Linked DNA regions of Columba livia: region 2 is linked to region 1. A link is a contact called in public Hi-C data. All regions are on one chromosome and are shown on one strand. Each heading gives the region's core, a stretch centred on a gene start, on an enhancer-like site or on the middle of the called end of the contact. The rest is flanking DNA. Distances are from core to core; before and after follow the strand shown. Region 1 has its middle 72 kb from the start of NPVF. Region 2 has its middle 150 kb from the start of NPVF.

What was found. Hi-C and Micro-C count contacts between places; a contact is called where the count stands out from the background.
Region 2: a Hi-C map of crop shows a contact between it and region 1, with 1.8 times the contacts expected there. The contact joins two enhancer-like sites. A contact is called at or near these places in 2 of 2 Hi-C or Micro-C datasets (crop and liver).

Annotation. Positions count from the first base shown.
Region 1 is chr2:35,452,264-35,458,203 of bColLiv1.pat.W.v2, reverse strand. No RefSeq gene overlaps it. Among named protein-coding and RNA genes, the nearest start is that of NPVF, 72 kb to the right of the region's middle. Within about 2 kb of position 1,518, at least 2 of the 3 cell types and tissues checked have an H3K27ac peak away from gene starts, as active enhancers do.
Region 2 is chr2:35,533,316-35,538,644 of bColLiv1.pat.W.v2, reverse strand. No RefSeq gene overlaps it. Among named protein-coding and RNA genes, the nearest start is that of NPVF, 150 kb to the right of the region's middle. Within about 2 kb of position 3,569, at least 1 of the 3 cell types and tissues checked has an H3K27ac peak away from gene starts, as active enhancers do.

The DNA.
Region 1 (5,940 bases), core at 269-2,768:
AAAGTCAGCCCGGGGCAGTTCATGAGACCCATTTTGCCTCTCTGCAGTGGGATTTGGGGCCAAGACTCGCCAGAGCTGGCAGGGGATCGCAGGGAGGGTGGTGGCCTTTGCTCCAGATCCAAGTGCCTTTAATCAACAAAGCAACACCCAAGAAAATGCACCCAATGCAACATAGTGAGAGCAGGGCAGAGTGCCTGTCGTGCTGAGCAGGACATTGCAAGATCTGCTTTCTCCTGGCCCTCAGCAACAGCAAAATATTTGCAAATTGGCCATGACGCCTTTGAAATGAAGGGCACATTTCTGGGCTGAAGGGAATGGGGAAGCTCCAGGAATCCAAGCAGAGAGGAGTTGTGGAGCCTAGTCAGGATCAGGGCCAGGCAGGAGATGTTTCTGTCTGACCAGCTGGTGGGCTCATGAGATTTGAGGTGGAAAGAAAACAGCCTGATGGCTTTGGCTGCTTCATCAGGCTGTGGAAAAATATAACCTAGAAATAGGTGGAGAGAAGCCACCCTAAGGGATGGCATTTTCAAAGTTAATATCCAGTTTATCCTCTGTGTCCCCAGATATCTACAAGATGATGATAGCTTACTTGATGGTTTTTTGCTTGTTTCTTTGTGTTTTTAATTGGCACTAATATCTGTTCATTTTTATACACATGGCAGGGAGCCTGAGGGGCAGGTACATAACTTTCAGATAATCTGTCCTATAAACTCACTGGAAATTACCCGGTACTCCTTTGCCCAATTATTTGATTCTCCAAATGTTGATACTAAAGGAAGACATGAAAGTGGCTCCGGGGCAGGCTTAACCTTTTCAGTCCAAGAGCTCCAAAATAGATTTTTCAAGCCAAATACCCAAGCTTTATTAAAAGAAATGTACTGCAGTTTGGGTTTACCTATGCGGCTGCTGGATCCCCAGCTGCTCAGCACTGGTTTCCAAGGGGAGTGCTAATTAGTGCTAATTGCATGGGCGTTTATGATTATGCACACATGCATGTAACGTGGACCTGTGCTTCCTCCTCAGACCATCACTCACGTCACAGATGCCATAGGACCATCCAACAGCTATGAGGTGACCTGGAGATGAAAAGCTCACATCCCATACACAGTCCCCGGAGCAGGCTGGGCCCATTCCCTAAATTACTATATAAATCCTAATAACAGCTAAAGATGGTGTCAGAAGGTACCCCAGACTTTCCTGCTGCCCCCAGGCAGCTGCCACAGTGGTGCGATATCTCAGCTGGTCCTCTGGAAAATCCCATGACACAGTGTTTGCTTCCACCCCATCTGACCGCAGAGGATGTGCCTCTTGGGACAGGGGTGGAGGGACAGCAGCTGAACGGATGGCTCCCCCTCCTCTGGTCCCAATGAAAAGGAAAGGGCCTTCCGAACTAAAAGGAAGGGAAAATGCCTCAGCTTTCCTCGCTGCCCCACAACAGTCACTGCCAGTCCCAGTGGGTGGCTGGTACAGCCCTGGCTGGCAGGACACCGGGGTTTCAGGGCTCCTGGCACACCAGGAGTGTGAGAGCCGGGTGCTCTCAAGTTCTTGCTCACCTGCACCCTGCTCCTCACCACTCAGCCCTAATAAAAGTCATTTTTGCTCCTCTGTTTGATTTGCAAGTATTTAAAGTGCAACACCTAATAAAAAGCCTGTGCCTAGCTAAGCAGGACCTTTGGACCATGTGGAGAGTCTGCTTTCACCTGTGTTGTCTTAGGAATTTAATCTCTTTTTGGTTCACTAGGAACATCTGCAGTTAACTTGCCATAGTGGGAGCAGACCCCGTAGCTCACAGTGGTATGTGTGCTGCACATTTACAAGCAGAGACAGGTAGCTGGGCTTTTTAAGACTAAAACTGAGGGAATTCACAGTGAGAGTAGCCTGTTTACCATTTTCTTATAGTTGTTTTCTAGAATTACAGCCAGAAATAAAACTACTTTGCAGAAAGATTTCCCTTCAAAAACATCCTGATATGGTACATTTTAAAACACAATTCATATTATATTTTCATGGGTCTTAGCACTTCTGCATAAATAAAAAAGAGCCAAATTATAGCATCCTCTTTGCACCAAAAATATTTAAAAACTGCTATTGGGGAAAGTTCTGATGCAGTATCGATGTTGTCATTTCAGAATATAAAATAAATTGCTTACCACTGTGTACTGCATGTATTTCGTTAAAGAATTGCTAGTAAAAGAAGAGGTAAGTAGTAATTTTTCTGGAAGGCAGAGAGAACATACCCTGAAGAGTCAAAACTTTTGCCTGGGAAAGACTTGCAGGAAGTTGTGCACACTGATTTATATTCTTCAGTCCACAAAGATGAGATCTGGGATGTGATGGCAGAGGCATTTGGGGACTTCATCTCTGCTGCTTTTGATTCTTCTCTGCAGAGATCTGAAGCAAAACTTGCACAGCACTGTTCTGTCACCGGTAATGAAGTAGCTCCACCATCTGGGTTTTTTTAGAATTGCCTTTCTTCCTTCATTACGTTGGATTATATACACGTCCTTCGTTTTGCTTCACTTTTTTTATAGGTAAGACCACACATTGGAAATAACAGTCTTATAAGGTAAAGCTGTAAATGCAGGTGAGTGATAACATTCAGCTTGTCCTTGTGGGCCATCCAGCAAGAACTTCTGTCTCTGAACCAAGAGGAATCTTTGTTTTACAAGTGTCCCATCATATTCTGTTGTGTAAGAGCTCATTAAAAACTTTAGAAGCCACCGTCCCAAGAGATAACAGTGAAGTGGAAGAGAGGAGTTATTCTAAAATATTTTTCTGAGATATATTGTATTTATTTAATTCTATTAAGATCAAGTGGAGTTATTCCTGAAATACACGGGTATGAAAAAATGCAGATCCAGAGCAGAAAAGTCTGAGACTTTGGTGAAAGAATTAACAAAGTCAGTGCCTCATATCTGTCTCTTGTTTTTATTGCTAAGATGCTCAGCCCTAGCTCCTTTCATGCTGGTTTTGAGTTTAAATCCAGAATGTAAGCATAAATTTCAAGCAGTGGGAAATTCAACCCAGCTGAAATCAGCCTGGCAGCAGAAAAGTATAATCAAACCCGAACCTTGCCCACAGTGTGGCTTTTTCCAGTCACTCTCATGTTAGTTTAGTTTGGGCTCATATTATGCCCCCAAGCCTTTATTTTTTCACATCCCTCCCTGTTTCCCTGAATCCCTTAGCTATGAATTAATTGATAAGAATTAACTGTGAAACCACACCCCATGATTTAATGCAGATGAGCAAATTGACTGAAGACAGGAACTTTTCAGATGTCTTTGGGAGCTCTAAGGGCTCGTGCCACCACTGCTTTCTCCAGGGCTCTGCGCCCGGGCTGCCCCGAGAATCGAGCAAGGCAGGACTAGGTGGTGAGGGCATCCCTTCTGTCACCTGTGTCCTGAGATCAGCCCCTGCACAATTTAGGGTTAAGTGGCTTGGTCCCTTCAATCAGCATGGGCATCGCTTTGCAGGACACTGACGTACAACAGGTCACCAGCAGCCACCGGCTTAGGCAGGACGAAATGTGTCTGAGGAGCCTCAGAGCTCTGTGAGCTACACAGGGAGAGAGGGAGAGACATGGTGGTGCCCTGGGTGGACTGAGGGTATTTTTTTTTTCCCAATGGTTCTAGTTTTAAGTTCCACTGTACATAGAAAATGTTTATTTCTCTATAACATGTGGCTTGAAAAGAGCGTATCTAGATCCACAGAAAACTGGTGTTTGTTTTTCCTGTTCATGAACTTACTGGCAGTATCTAAAATTCCATGCAGAGCCCAAATCTCTTTTATAAGTGTTTTACTGTGTATAGGAGGAGATTTGGCTTCAGAGCAAAGAGATCAAAGAGGGCAATAGTCACTGCTGACATCATGCCACAAACAGAGTAGACTCTGTCACTCCCTTTCTTACACAGGAGATGTTACAGAAACATACGGGCACTCATGGTTCTGTTATTTTGTTATTTCTGTTCCTCCTTCAGCCTTACCCCCAGCCTCTCTAGAAACCCCTGCACTTTTTTTGGTGTTGTCTTTTGTGGCACTTTTCAGGAGGAGGAAAAAAGCAATTCCCCCCCCCCCCCCCAAAAAAAAAAAGGAACAGAGTAATCTCATTTATGGAAACTGTACAAAACCAACACTATTCTCAACAAGATCACTTTGGAGTTTTGAGGGACCATAGACCTTTTTTTTTTTTTGCTGGTGAGGAGATGGGTTTTACCCTATGGACCATGAGCAGTTGTTCCATTGCCTCCAGTCATACAAACAAACTGTCATGGGGTCCATGACCTCAGCGTTGTCTCAATGATCATCTCACTGCTTTGATTCACTGAAGGACCAGTAAGTTTATGTCCCAAAATAAATGAAACTCAAGTCAATGAGAGAAAGTGTTCAACAGCAGGTGCACCATTCATGCCTCTTGCATAGCAACGCCCTCAGCACTGCAGGACATCAGGACAGCAGACCCCTGCTTTCATTCAACATCCACGCTTGCTCCATCAAGGTAGCAGCTTTTTTTTGGCGGAACAGAAAACAGGAGTCCAGGAAGCACCTCCTGTGTGTGCCACTCTATACTTCCCTAAACATTTTTTCTACTCATTAGTTTTGTCAGACTGGTCCTGATCTCTGGGTTATGTTGAGTCGGCATCCAGCCCAGGACCCTGTCCCGAAGCATGGGCTGCAGAAGCTCACAGAGCCCAAATCCCGGAGGAGGGGCAAGTGATCCCAGCCCACCGTTCCTCTGCCCCAGCTACTGGCCAGCGGGGCATCAGACACTTACCCAAACGGGGGCGGCACCTACATCACCTGTATTCAAAAGCATCAGATCTATTCTTCAGATGTCTGTTTAGTGCTGGTTTGAACCTGTCTATAGTCTGGCCTCCACCACAGCCCATAGTTATGAGTTTCATGGTTTAACTATTTGTTGTGTGAAAAAGTAGTTATTTTATTTGGTTTTAATCTCCTGCCTCTCAATCTATCATAGTTTAAAAAATAGAACAAAACCTCCCTCCATCCCCCAGTTCTTATCCCTCTCATGATGCCAAGTTGAAGTAAAGGGGTTTGATTTGAGATGAGATCAGGCTTCCAGAAGGACCTTTTAAACCTTCCTAATTTAATTTATTTAAGCCCAGTGAAATGAGCTATGTAAAAATACATTAAAAGTCTCAGCCTTTATAGGACCAAAATTACTAGAAGCTTCTGCTCGTTGAAAATTCCTCTATTACATATTTGGCAGCGAAGTGGCTGCATAGACAGATGACATGCCATTAGAATCCATATAAGTAACCGCTAGGGAAAGCACCTGCTGCAGTACAGAAGATGTTGTTAGAAATGCAAAGATCTGATTGAAAAGCAATTTATATTCCAAGCAAACGCATAATAAGAGAAGACATACTACCCAGTGCAGAGCTTCCTGCAGAGGCAAGTGACACACAATAGAAAACAGTTAATCTTGTATTTGAAAATACACAATGCTTAGCTAAAACACGGATAATTCAGCTTAATGAAAAAGGAGTTTGTCCTCTTGGTCACAGAGTCTAGCAATCTAGAGAAATTCTTTAAATTAAGAAATAGAGAGGGGTGTGCTGAGTCTAATCCAGGAACGAGGTAATGCTACTCCAGTGGCTGCGCCTGCCTATTGTTGAGTAAAATGAACACATGTGAGGAGATTCTGGTTCTGTTTCAGGATAAATTATATTGCTTCCTTGTCCTAGATGCCCCTGTTTCTGAGAGGAATGGGAACAGAGAGAGCAAAAGTTGGAGCATTCAATTGTTATACCAGTAAAACAAATGAAGTTAAGTCAGCCTGTGCTTTCTGCCCTACTTCTTTGCACTGATGAGATATTGCTCCCCTGCATGTTAACAGAAAGTGTCCTATTAAAGCTGGCAGGAGACTGAGTCAGACCCTGGAGTTACATACACAGAAGTGGGACAGTGATGAAGAAAAGA
Region 2 (5,329 bases), core at 2,320-4,819, 78 kb before region 1:
AAACTGTCACTAAATGAGTTTCCTGGAGCAGCAAGTGACTCTCTTCTGTGTTTGGCAATGATATCATATATTTAAGGATATTTCACTGTAAATGATTGTTCTAAATAGTGCCAGCTTGCAGTGAAAGTAACGCATGAGTAGTGAAAAAAAACAGTAGTATCATGAAGATAGCATATGATCACATTCACACTTTTCTTTGTTGTCTCTGATCTGTAGCATTTGGCCTAAGACTGTAGGCTCTCTTTGTATAAGATTCAGGTACTAGTTTCAGGGCATGTTTTGTACACATTTTGCTGCAATCTGAGGCTCACTGTAGGGATGATTTGATGAGCTTATCAGCTCTGATCACCTGCACAATGGTGTTGCCACACAAAGAGGCTCTCTCCTGAATTTACTTCATGGTTATTTTCCCTTCTTCTGTACTGTGAGCTCTGAAAATAAGAATAAATGGAATTCCCAGTTCCCAAAGTCAAAGACAGTGTGAATTGATATTGCCCACTGAAATGCAGTGGGACTAAATCAATAACATCTGCAATAAGGCATAATGAAGACAAAATTATATCTCAGCTTTCCTGAACAGCTGCAAATCTATTTTTAATGATCGCCATTTTTGGCAGTCAGCTAAACAACTTTTAAAATGTCCTCGAAAATGGATTGTTAAGTACATCAGCAACGCAGAACACTGAAATGCCATTAATTGCAGCTTCTTCTGTGTGGTCTGTAGTACTTGGCACAAAAACACCCTCACTCTACAGCTAGACTTGAAAACATATGCAGCACCCTAGTGTAGTTAGAAAAAAAAAAGGAAGTGACTTTAAATAGGTGACTCAAAGAATAATGCTGTGTGATTCCTACCACTGATTTTATATTTTTTTGGTAGAATTTTTAGAGAAACTCTGTTTTCACAGGTTTGCCCTATCAGTCAGTGATACCAATCTGTATGATGACAGCTTTGCACACTGATAACCAAGCTCCTGGGCTTGGTCTTCAATGCTCTCAGCATAGCTTCTTGGTCTGAAAAGGCTGAAAGGGTCAGCTTTCTCCCAACATTGATGGAGTTCATCACAGCAAGATTCAACATGGCATTTTAAACCTCAGTGTGATGTGTATTTTTCTTAAAATGCAGAGTATACAGTGACAGTGGAGGTGGTGAAAGAGGGTGGTGGAGTGAGAGGTATATTTGGTTATTCTTTGTACTAAGTCACAGAGGTCATGCTCATCTAGGGTGAACAATGACTCCTGGCAAGGCAGAAAACAGGGAAAAAGGGCTTCCCATGGGATCTGCTCATGGTGATGCTATGCAATGTGAATCAATGAGGTTACTATGGGGCTGTGATTGTTACTCATCTTGTAGGTGATTTGAACAACACTGACCTCCCAATATGCTGGCCTTTGCTCTTCCTTATACCCAGCAATGAAATGGAGTTCGTGTGTACCGGTTCTGTCTGGTAAAAAAATTAATCCACATTGCTGTTCACACCTCATCCCGTTGCTCCACAAGCTGCATCCTTCTTCCCTAATGAACGTACAGTCCAGATACAGGTCCCCATGTGGCTCTTTGGAAGCCTTCAGGTGACTTCTCAGGACAAATGCGGTTTCTTCAGTTGGCTTAATTCCCTGGAAAAGTTTGGTGGTGAGGGCTGACACTACACCACACTCACAGCAGCAGGGTTGGTGTGATGGCAAATGCTAGTTTCAAAATGAACACATAAACTGTCACCAGAACCATTCAGCAAAACCTCGCTTGTCTAAATCTACTGGTGACCTGGTCCTCTGTTTTAAATTATTTAGCAAGTACCCAGACACTGGAAATACACACCTAACCTCAAACTTCCTTCACACAACATTTGGGAGTTGTCCTTATGTCATCCATATCTACCTTTCCTCTCTGCTCAGTTGACCCAGCACCTATCTTACGGAATTTTAGTGCATCCCTTGCACTGGTGTACTATTAAGCACTTTTGTGTTGAGGTCAGTTCCACATTCTGTTGACCATAGTGGACTTCTGGTCTTCCTATTTTCCTTGGGTGAATGGTGTTTGATTTCAGATTGTTAAAGTCAAAAAACCTGGTCAGCAGGTTATCTACTTGTACTTGCAGCATGCTGACTTTTCTCTAGAGAATGAATCTGATCCTGATTTTAATCAGTTTCTGATTCCTGTTTCTTCCCACCGCTCCAGTGTCATTCTAAGCACATTTAGAGAAATGCATTTCAGAGCACAGGGAGTATGGTGCTTCTGAAATGACTCCTCAGTGGAAAAAGTACTGCTTGTTTGTCTTCCATGTTTATCTTAAAAATCACAGCAGAATAAAAATACACTTTTCAGGATGGGAGGGAACATTAATCTCCGCAGCCTGTTACTCTGAATCCTTGATGCCTTTGTCTCCTCTATCTCTACTTAACTAACAGCTCTATTTTTATTCTTGGAAGGCAGTTGTTGTGGTCTAAGTTGATTAAGCAGGTAAAGGAGAGACCACACAGTGCTGTGTTTTGAGGATTTTACTTTTGCTCACATTAAATGCAAATTTACCACTCTTCATCTAAGCAAAAATAGCATAAGCATATATAGCAGTGGTTTCTGAGTGGCAAAACACCATAGCTTCCCACAAATGGGATATTTTTCATAAGTATTTAACAACTGACCTGGTTACCCAGCAGTTGAACCATTCTGTCTGTCCTCCTAAGGCGTTCCTTCAGGACAGCTAGATGGGATCATTTGTTTGCTCCGTGGAGTACATAAATGATGTTCCATGCCCCCCCTCCACCCACCCCCACGTGAGTCTGAATCTGAGTTTGCTTTCATATTTTATTTTCTATTTGCTAGTAGCAGGTTACTCACTGTGTCTCTCCATTTCACAATGAGTAGATGTGACACTGCCATTTGTGATAACTTGAGTCTTTTTACAGGAAATTAAAAACATGCCTTGAAATTTCTGCACAAACATTCAAACATACCACTGGAAGAAGAACATATTTTGTATCAGGAGAATGATAACTGGATTGTTTGGAAGGAGAGGGAAATAAAACTGTTTAAAGACATCAGGCTGCATATATGATCTCTCACAGAGGAGCGTTACAAGGTGTAGTCCATGAATCAGAGGAGCATCCCATTGGCACTGGGGAATTTTAATGAAGAGAATGAAATTCTCATCATGTCTAAACCAGAAATTAACATGCATCACTTTTTTCTTCCCATGGCTCTTACTGCCAGCTTCAGCTATTTTGAAATATTTGGGGCCAAAGCAGGAGCAAACCTCTAGAGGGAAGAAAGCTATTAACATCGCCAATAGTTCACAACACAGCTTTGTTTCTTGAAAGGCACAGGCACGGCAGGAGGGGCTTTGCGCAGCTACACGATGGCTGCACGACTTTGAAATAATGGCCCCTGGGGCCCTGAGCCTAAAAACCATTTCTCATGTGACTGAGAGACCCCTGGGTTGTGACAAAGCTCCTTGTGAGAGGTAGAGCTGGCTGGGCACCGTCCCCATCCCCAGCAATGGGGGCCACTGTGGTCGGTAGGAAGCCTCAGGGACCCAACCAGAATTTGGACCAGGCTGAGAAACAGCATTTTACTAGATGAGCTATGCAGTCCAAGTGGATTTTTACTCATGGCCAGGCCTGCGGTCATGCTATCTGCTGAAGAAACATCGCCTTTCATTATTTTTTGACAAAATGGTCTCCAACAGACTTTTACCTGCTGCACCCATGTTCAGGGCAGCTGAGAGGAGACAGGGGTTTTAGCTAAATGCAAGAGCACACAATTACAAAGAAAGAGTGGTTAAAAAAGGAACTCCCATTTAGTTCTTGTTCCAAAATTTCTAACAATCTTATGAACAAATCTGAGGTGACAAAGGTGAACATTAGCGCCAGCACGGTTAGCTATTTCATATGAGAATTTGCACTTCAAGATCTGAGACTTTGCAACCAGTCTCCAGTAATGCATGTACTCTATTTCGACACAGCAGAGCAGTTGATTTCCTCAGTGCAGATAGTTATAAAAGGCACAGCTTATGCGTACACAATATTTGTATGTTAACTGCTGTGATTTTTCCCCCAGATTTGCCCTTGTAAGCAAAATGCATGAATGTCCCATTCATCAGGACAAAATTAGCAACAATAATATACTGCCCATTGCAAGTTAGTAAATAAAGAGGAGCCAGACGTATGACATGGCCATTGCACATGGAAATTGATATGTAAATAGTTCACAAAAAACATCTGAAGAGGAATATGTGGAATTATAGGATCATAATATTCTGTGTAGAAAATGCCTTCCTCTGTGTATTTCTATTTCACACTGTTATGCAGAGGAGGTGTGAAACACTTGACTTAGTTCCTATTCCCCATCAAATGCTATAATGTCATAAATCACTTTTTCTCACCCAAATTTAATAAATAAATAAATCTATTTTAAATTAAGGCTTTATTTTAACTTAGAAGTCAACTCAGACTCTACACCTGCTCTTCAGTCCAGCTTCCAGTTTCTGTTATTCCATATAATGATTTCCTTCAATTTTTAAATATTTCCTTTTTCTGCATGAGAGACCTGCATAATCAGTAAGGGAAACTAACTGAATATATGGGCGAGAGAAAATTATTAGAGGTAAAGTGGTGTCAAGTTAACACATGGTGCAAGCAGAATAACAGAAACTCATTGTTCAGCTGCAGTGGGAATATGATTGTGTGAGGTAAGCTATGAATTTCCACTCTGTTCAGGAAAAAAACATGATTTTTAAATCTAAGTGTTGCTTTTAATTTGGTATACTCAAAATTTGCCTTACAGGAAAGTAAGCCAACCTTTGATTTAACTGTGTTTATGTACTTGGGTTTTGCTTAAATTGTGGAGTCTGTGTTGGCAAACAAGACATATTTGTCCTTTTACAGTGGTTTAATTTAGGACAACCACTGAGATTTCATGTCAAAATAGCATGTTAGTAACATGTCATCAAAACACCTGGTGTAGATGGAACAGCCATGTAATCAAACACTTCATGATTTACAGCAAAATTAAAATAAAATAATTGCTGCCTAATGCTGCCAAGAGGGAGGTTAAATGTGATCTACATAAAAGGTTGTGTGTTGTTAAATAAGAATAATAATTAAAAAACAGCCCAGGATATCTGTGTTCCTTCATGTTTCTACTGGTAACCCTGTGGTTAAGTCAAGTAATGATTGATTTTGAGAGAATTATAGCTATTATAAACTGTAATCAGCAGAGGATGAGAATAATTACGCGGAGAAAGGGGAAAAAAAGCTGAAACATGGCTGAGCAATATTCTGATTGATGGCAAAGTCATTTCCTGGCTGTTAATGACTGATTTCTCAACAG